2 separate regions of the Danio rerio genome follow, and region 2 is linked to region 1. Evidence: chromatin contacts called from public Micro-C data. All regions are on one chromosome and are shown on one strand. Each heading gives the region's core, a stretch centred on a gene start, on an enhancer-like site or on the middle of the called end of the contact. The rest is flanking DNA. Distances are from core to core; before and after follow the strand shown.

Region 1 (4,388 bases), core at 754-3,253:
CGATGAAGCGATTGTTTACAAGTGTGGAGTCCCGTGATGGAGCTCCGGATGAAAGGTTTTGCTTTGTGTTTACCTTCCCTAGTAGCAAAGAATTCTGGCCCAGATTTGGCATAAAGCTGGCACAGCAGGCATTCATCCGGCACTGGCATACAGCATGTGGGCCAAACATGGCCCGGGTTTGGCAGAGGCGGCACACAAGATTTGGGCCAGATGAAAAACGTAGTATTTGGCCCAGATTTAAAAATTTGATAAGTGGGCCATGTGAGTTTGGCCAGTTTTGACCCACATTTAAAATACACTAAAATCATTTTTTAGTAAAGAAAATAAATTCTACCAATCAGGTCACTTTGAGAAAAAGCGTGCCCATAGTGTGCCTAAAGCGCATCACTCCATGGGTTTATCAATTTCATTGCAATCGTGACACACCAACCTATCTGGCCCAGTTCAGGCCCAGTTATGAGTTATTAACTTGGCTGAGACTTGGCCCAGATATGGTCCGTGTTTGGCCCTTGTCTGGAAGCCAGATTTGGTCCAGTCATGTACCGTAATTCACTGCGGCATGTGGGCCAAGCAAAACCTGATTGTGTGGGCCACAGCTGGGCCAGAGAAACTTTGCTATGTGGGTTATGATTAAAGTTGTTGCATGTCCGCCGGTTCCTGCCTCAAAATAAGCGAGTTTGAGCGTTCAGAAAAAACAAAACGCCAGCGAATAAACTCAACACAGAGGAACATTAACACCTCATTGCCGACAAGCTTTTCGGAAGTGTTATTGCAGAACATCAGAAATAGCGCGCAGAAGTATGAATGCACGGCTACGCGCGTTGCATGCGCCGTGGGTCACGCCGATCACTTGACGCAGAAGTATAAACCAGGCTGTACTCTCGTACTTATCAGGGGTTGCAGCAGCGGAATGAACCACCACAGAAAATAATATCACACAGATATTTAAAAAATTGGAGATGCGGTGGCGCAGTAGGTTGTGCTACTTACTGCATCGCCACCACATTTTCATCTTTTCACAAAGAAACTTTAGTCCTGTTTCGAATCTGCTGCTATGCTTTAAATTTAAAGTGACAGTAACCAAAACAGCATGATTTGGATCAAAGCCTAAAAGGGTCCATTTCAGAGAGATATAAAACATTATCTGTGTGGTATTTTGAGCTGAAACTTCACACACACACTCTAGAGACATAAGAGACTTATTTTACATCTTGTGTAAAGTGTCATAAGAGGACCCCTTTATTGAGCACACATTGACTCCTGTATAAATAAGAGCACACACACACACACACACACTGCAAGCACGTGAACTCGATCACAGATGCTCCATAAACTCCAGCACGCAAGAGCTTGTGCACTTATGAAGAAGTGGGCAGCTGTTATACTGCGTAAATGAGTATGTCAACTCGTGCACAGGTGAGCCTCTGAATTCCAGCACATGTAAACATGACATCTTCTCATCCGAGCACACAAACTCACAGTGGACTTCAAACGCATGCAACTTCTGGACAGAGGAACTGATTTGCAGTGAACTCCTGCACACAAGAGTGAAACATGCATCACGCTGGCTGGTTTGGGGGTGGACCGTTTGAAGTGCGTCCATGAAAACAAAAACAATCACACACACACACACGCAGGCTACAGAAAACAGCGCAATTCCCCCGACACATATGAAGCTCCTGCACACCCAGAGACAGCAGAAGCGCGTGCAGTGAGTGAAACGCGTCAATCAAACGCGTGTCTCTTACCCGTCTTTACGCTTCGCTTTATAAACATGCCCGTATGTGCCGCGACCCACTTTACAACCTTCATATTCAAACAGATCTTCCACTCTCTCCCTCTCGGCGGCGAGCTTCGTTTTGAAGTCGTAGTCCATTTTAACCCATAAATATTTCTTAATTTACAAGAAAATAAAATATTAATTATTACATGCATTAATTAAATGATCCGATCGTTTTTATTACCCCACCATTTCCTTGTTTGGGATTTTGGTCGGCTCCGCTTAACGGTCACGTGCTCGGTGACGTATTTTATTGTGGCGGGTTGCATTGTGGGGAGCGTAGTGCCGTTTGATGGAGCGCCAGCTCGAGTTGACGGCGGCAGGACATCTGAAAAACTACAGCGAACAAATCCTCCTTTCGTCTTTCCACTCTGATTCAAAACTAACATTTCTGAACGTTAGCGCTTGGAGTGTTTGCACAATGGCAGAAAAAAAGCTTATAATAACTAAACATAATTAATAAAATGTGTGGAATACATAACCTAACAGTTTTTTTCTTTTTCAAAGAGAGTGCTAGATAAATGGGAGTCAATTATTTGTGCAGTGGCTCAGCGTTATTCACCTTATTCTCAGCTGACGAGCGGGCGCTGCCATTTGAATCTTTTTGTCTCGCGACTTCCGGTCACATTCACTTCCATTCATTTTTTGACGTTAACAACTGCACGTTACGCTGCTTGATGTTGCAATTTAATATTTTCTTATTATATTATGCTACTTGGTCTGTGTAGTCATGCAAACATTTGTTTGTTGAGCAAGTAGTTTGGCCATTTTCTGTCGTTTATTATTCCTAGTCATTTCTCCCATAGGCGACTGAATCGGAAGTTCTAAGACAATCGCGAAAACAGGCGCACTTCCGCATTTTAGAATAAGGTCAATAGCAACGCAAATGTTTGCTCATCTATACAAGGACACACACTCACACACGCGCTACTACAGCGTGAACTCATACTTTTACGCAACATCCCGCTTGACTGATATCCGTTCAACCAATCGCTGTAGACCTGAGGGTGGCTCCCTCGCCGCGATTGGCAACGACGAGAATGACGTCGTCGGGTAGGTAATAAAAGCTCCGCGCAGACTGCCGTTCTGCGCTTACACAGTATGGCCGGCGATATTAGCTAGCACTCGCCTACGGTATTCTCTGTAAAAGGGAAGACGGTAAATACAAACAAAAAAATAAGGCAACTACATCTGGACTGCTCAAGGACTGTAACTAAGCTATTAAGTTATAACCGCCAACGAAGGACTACATAATTTGTGATTCCATCCGACGGTTTATTTTCTGTTGTTGGAGTCTGTTTGTCTCACGATGGAAGAGAGCAGTGCACACTTCTTCGAGGGGACCGAGAAGCTCCTGGAGGTGTGGTTCTCCCGGCAGGACGAAGCCAAAGGAACCGGGGATCTGCGCACAATCCCTAGGTGAGTGAGTCCGTCCGAGCCGCGGGTGCCTCGGGCGGAGCGGGGCTGGATTTCACCGAGCCAGACGCTCCGTTTGGGGCTTAAATCGTGTGTGAAACGCTGTGATAATGTCAGGAGGTCTGGCGGAGTGACATGTGGCGCAGGCTCTGACACCCGTGGCGTGATCAGCACTTCTGGCCGTTTTTGACACCATCCCCCTTTAGACTCATTCATTTCAGCTGTCAGGACTGCAGCTCAACTCCAGCCCCAGCGAGCTGCCCATATTGGCAGTATTAGCTCGTTCACTGCGTGCTGTTAATCACTGCAGTGCACGCGCGTTGTAAATCATCAGCTCGTTATGATAAACAATCGTCACGCTGATGTCGTCCACTTTGTCTTTTCGGTGTGTCGTTCAACATGTGACTCCGGAGGCCGTTTGCATCTGTCAGCGAGTTTCTGGAGCGATGATTCTCCGAGTTTCAGCCCTGCTGCTGTCTGCTTCATTTATTGATGAGCTGTACAGAGAATGCTGATCGATTAGCCAGTGGCTAGCGCTAGCTGATATGGCGCCATAGCAAACACACCTCCTCGCCCTGCATCAGTGCTGCTGTCTAAAATGCTTTACTTATTCGATTAGTCCCCTGTAACTGCGCATGTTCTGTTTGTGTGTGTGTTCGCACAAAGCTGTGCATTTGGACAAGGGCCTGCTCTTTATCTGCAGTGCTGTATGTGCACACACGCGAGTATGAATGAGTGCAGGCTCTATTTTTGGGGAGTATCATGGCGGTTGATCCTGCGCCGCAGCTTCCATGTGAAAATCACGTGTATGCGTCACATGCCGTAAGCTCCGCCCCGCGCACGGTGATTGGTCGAGTGTCCCGGCCGCTCATTGGTCCATATGTATGTGCGCAGAGCCTGACAGCTGCAGCAGAAAACGATGAGTTCATGCGCGCGCGCAGCAGCCCTCCTGTTTTTATGATTGTGATTTATTATATTGCGTCATGTGTGTGAATATTTTGAGATCACCTAAAAGCACAATAAATAAGCTTCCATTTTGATGTGGGGGTGGTGTTGGGATACGACAACATTTGGCGAGGTAAAATCTGAAATGAAAGGGTTAAACATCCAAATATTGAGCAAAAATATCTATCTATCTATCTATCTATCTATCTATCTATCTATCTATCTATCTATCTATCTATCTATCTAT
Region 2 (4,388 bases), core at 630-3,129, 140 kb after region 1:
CTTCTCCGTGTACAGATTCAGTGTGGTCGGTTGCCTTAAATTCCACACAGCCCCAGTTTAAATGCCTTTAAATGCCGGTCATTCCTCATGGAAAAGAGGTTACAGAAACTGCACTCCACCCTGGATTGTGTGTATGTGGGTGAGCGATACCATCACACACCACTTGATTCTGTGAACTTTCCTGGAAAACGTTCCAGGTGGAAAAGTGTCAGAATCCAAAGAAGAACAAAAGAAAGAAACCTTCCAATAAACGGCAAAACCCACATGAAATACTAGTCATTTACGGTAAATATTAGTGTGAAATAAATTTAAAATTGCAATTTAATATTTTTCGCCCAGATACAGTACACAGTATGTTTGCATTCAACATATTGACAAGGTCATAGTCAGGTAGCTTTAATATAAACAAAAGGAAAGCCAAAATACCACCTGATATTGACATTTAGTACAGCAAAAATATTTCTGTATGAATCACTTTTTTTTTTTACTTTAGTCCTTCCTCCTATGTACTACAATACACCACAATTTACTGTAGTAAAAAACTAAAGTATAATAAAGTATGTACTATATTTTATCAGTGCACTATATTTAAACCTAAAGTATGTTGTAGTATTTATTAAAAAGAGTTGCATGCAGCACTAAAATATATACAAAATAATACAACATACACTAGTATTTGCTATAAATTATTATATATTTTTTTTCATGTAGAAAGCTACGTATCCCAAGCATATAACACACAATGTAAGTGACCCTGGAGCACAGAAACAGTGTTGTGTTGCATTATTATTGCAGTTTCTTTTATGCAACTAAAACTAGAATATGATGTAAAGATCATGTTCCATGAAATATAAATACACCAAAACTCAACTTTCCAGTAGAAACATGAATTGCTAAGCACTTCTCTTAGACTGCTTTAAAGGTGATGTTCTCAATATTTACATCTATTAAACCCTCAAATTGCAGATTTTTAAATACTTGTATCTTGGCCAAATACTGTCCGATCTTAACCATCCTGTGCACCATTGGAAAGCCTACAGAAGATGTTTAAATCTTTTCTTTTTTTTAAAGAAACTTATTGGACTTTACGACATGCATGACCAGTCAAATATTTAGGTCCCACTTTATATTGAGTAGTTTTAGCTAGATTATATACTTACACTGTAATTAACCATTTGTTACAATGTACTTATTGTGTAAATACATGTGTAAACGTTGTACTTGTGCCTGCATGTAATTACATCTGCTAATTTCTTTAGTTACACTGTTGATCATCCCCTACACCTTAAACCTACCAAACCTGTCTCTAACCCTAAGTAACCCTTATAGTGTATAGAGAAACCCTTAGTGTTTCTCTATACACTATGAAGACAGTGAGTACATCGTATTTATTGATTTGTTTGTATGTAACTACATAGTAGTTAAGGCCACTTAATATAAAGTGGGACCCCTATTCAGTCATTAGACCTACCTGCGTTATAAAAGTGATCAAGAACTGATGTTTCGCCAAAGTCCAGCTTCCCAAAGGGCACCACATCTAGTTTACAGCCCACAATGTCGCAGGCATCCTTCAGACACTGTAGTGCCATGTTCTCCGGGCTTGAAGGCTGGCTGGTCTCGGAGTTCCTCACATAAGCCACTGTCACGGCTCGGCTCTTGCATTTCCCCGGGGTCAGCAGTGCGACCCCGTCCGAGGGCAAGCTGATCAGCCCGGGGTTGGCACTCTTACAGTTGGAGGGGTCCTGCCAGAAAGCCCCAGCACTAGAATTATTCCCAGCACTGGATTCTCCATCACTGCCTCCCATCATCACCATCATCATCTCCAGGGGCTGGCTGAGAGAGGGCACAGACAGAGAAATGGCCTCCAGATCTGAATTCATCTTTCATCAGTTGGTGAAGCGACACTCAGCAGTAGCTGCTAACGTTAATTAACCGCCACACTCCATAGCTGGCACTCGTGCCCGCACCACGACAGGCATCAAAATAGTAATGACAATGACATTACGTCATCAGATCTAACAATTTAAGATTATCGATCAATAGTTCTAGATCAAACTCAAAGAAATCCGCTCAGCAGCATAAAGAGTCCTGAACTGAAATAAAAACTCGAAACAACAGCAGCGATCAAGGACTGTTGACGGACATGCTGGTCACGACGCAAATGACTGATATCTCTCACTCCTGCAAACACACTGACGTCCTCAAACTGAAGCCTTCGCGAAACTTATTTGATAAACTTGACCCGTATTCCGGAGCGCCAGCAACTGCTAGCTTGCTAAGTACGTTAACGCGGTCGGTCCTGTTGATCGCCGCCTGCATCACACCGAGCCGTTTCCCCGCTAGACATTAACATTGGGTTTTCTCGGTCTTGTCGTTCCTGTTTATGTCACTTGTGTTTGTTGTGAAATCGCTCGCTCGCTCGCGGCTGAAGTGCGTTCATTTGGACCCTGCCCTGTTTCTATTATTATCTTCAGAACTCACGCTCGGGGGCGGAGCAACACGCTTGACTTGCGACTTGGAGGAAGCCAGCCGACCAATCCGATTAAAGGAAAAGCTTATGAATATTAAACACGTAACTTGACGTTTACTAGTTTGGCTTACTTTATTTTCATTTCATTCATTTATTTTATTTAATTTTTAATGTATAACACAGAACTTATATAGGCTTAAGTCAAAATGAACAGCTGATCATATTGTGAAACAAATATACTCCCTGTATTTTATTCCATATTTATATACATGCATACATACATATGCATATATACATATTACAGCTGATTCCCATCTAGAAACCACACTCATGTGTTGAGGTTTTTTCATTCAAATCATCATACTGTGTGTTCTAAAAGAGGACTCGCGGGGTTTTTGAAAGGAACAGCGAGCGCATCAAAGAACTCCGTCACCAATACGTCCAGGTAAAGTTATGCAATACAGTTATTACTTTACTATACACAGTGTGTTTTGCAGTAAACTACTCTATAAACCTTGAGTTCATTACAGTTTTTTACAATAGATATAACAGTTTTTTCAATATACATTTACAGTTTTTTTCCAATTGTTTACACACAATTACTTGTAGGCCTACTTCAGACACAATGACTACAACATGTAATAACTGATGCACCAACCCCCTAAACCAATTCTGCTAAACTATAAGCACAATTCCTGCTTACACTCAAATTGCAGGTTTAAAACACACTTTTTTTCAAAACACTACACACAATTCTCTACATTTTGTACAATTATCATGCAGAAAATCTCTTGTTTTCACTAGGAACACACTGTCTGTCAAAAGTGTAAAGTCACTTGCCCTACTTTGCATACAAACTCAAAAAAAAAACTCAAAACTCAGAGCTCATCTGGTTTATAACTGGCTTACTGCCCACCCATGTTGTTGTTGTTGTTTTTTTTACAGTTTTTCTGATTGCTTACACACATTTTCTGAAAGCATGTCTCATATTGTCAGAACTCTACACACAAATCACAAAACACACACACATTGGGCAAAACTCTTCAATTCTTCTGCAAAATGAAACTCTACGTTCAAAACAATGTGATTTCTTCTCAAAATGGTATTTTGTTTTCATATGACACACACAAACCATCTCATCAATAGACATTTATAAGATCACTTATGAATGATTGAACACTGATGTGCTTAATGTAAAACACTATGACCACTTCTTCTTCGTTCATCATAATGACAGTGTTACACTTACTACAGACATGCATTGGCCTATAGAAGTGCATTCATTGTAAAATATTTTAGAATTTTGTTTTTATACAAAACACACAAATACCAAATATATTTTACTGTATTTTTCTCACAAAAACAGTGTACTCGGTGTTCATCCACACCAACACAAAGTTGCACATAACTTGGTCTACATATGCCATCAACAAAAGAAGTTACAGAATACAGTTACAGTAAAAATAAAACAAACAAACAAACAAAAAAGTGTGTAGTCGTGGCCGAGAGGTTAAGGCGATGGACTTGAAATCCATTGGGGTCTCCCCGCGCAGGTTCAAACCCTGCCGACTACGTTGGTTGGCGCTTCCATGACGTGGACTAGTTCTTTTAGCTCATTTCTCCCTAACGGAAATGCTGTCCTTCTCTGCATCTCGCAAACAAGCCAGTGTCCCTTGGTGTCCAGGCAGCTGCAGTGCCAAGCAGTGAGCCAGTGGTGTGCCGTGATCGTATAGTGGCCAGTACTCTGCGTTGTGGCTGCAGCAACCCTGGTTCGAATTCGGGTTACGGCAACGTGTTCCTGCAAGACGATGCATTGGCTGCTTTTTGCAACCTCGTGCCATCCACTGGATTCTACCCCAGGCTGTGCTGTGTCCAGTGTTGCCCGCATCGAGCCAAGAAAGTCAAAGGGCTGCAGCCT

The links. Hi-C and Micro-C count contacts between places; a contact is called where the count stands out from the background.
Region 2: a Micro-C map of caudal fin shows a contact between it and region 1, with 4 times the contacts expected there. The contact joins the promoter of map3k5 here to the promoter of cdk19 in region 1. A contact is called at or near these places in 2 of 18 Hi-C or Micro-C datasets (caudal fin and an unstated tissue) and 2 of 4 datasets of contacts at active chromatin or transcription factors (embryo and gastrula embryo).

The regions. Positions count from the first base shown.
Region 1 is chr20:3,040,487-3,044,874 of GRCz12tu, forward strand. cdk19 (cyclin dependent kinase 19) reads right to left here and starts at 2,004. Exons shown (of 13, transcript XM_001923318.9): 1 at 1,749-2,004. The coding sequence starts at 1,876. amd1 (adenosylmethionine decarboxylase 1) reads left to right here and starts at 2,853. Exons shown (of 9, transcript NM_001161601.1): 1 at 2,853-3,199. The coding sequence starts at 3,090.
Region 2 is chr20:3,178,035-3,182,422 of GRCz12tu, forward strand. map3k5 (mitogen-activated protein kinase kinase kinase 5) reads right to left here and starts at 1,880. Exons shown (of 30, transcript NM_001161750.1): 1 at 1,472-1,880. The coding sequence starts at 1,880. trnas-uga (transfer RNA serine (anticodon UGA)) reads left to right here and starts at 3,963; the gene lies at 3,963-4,044.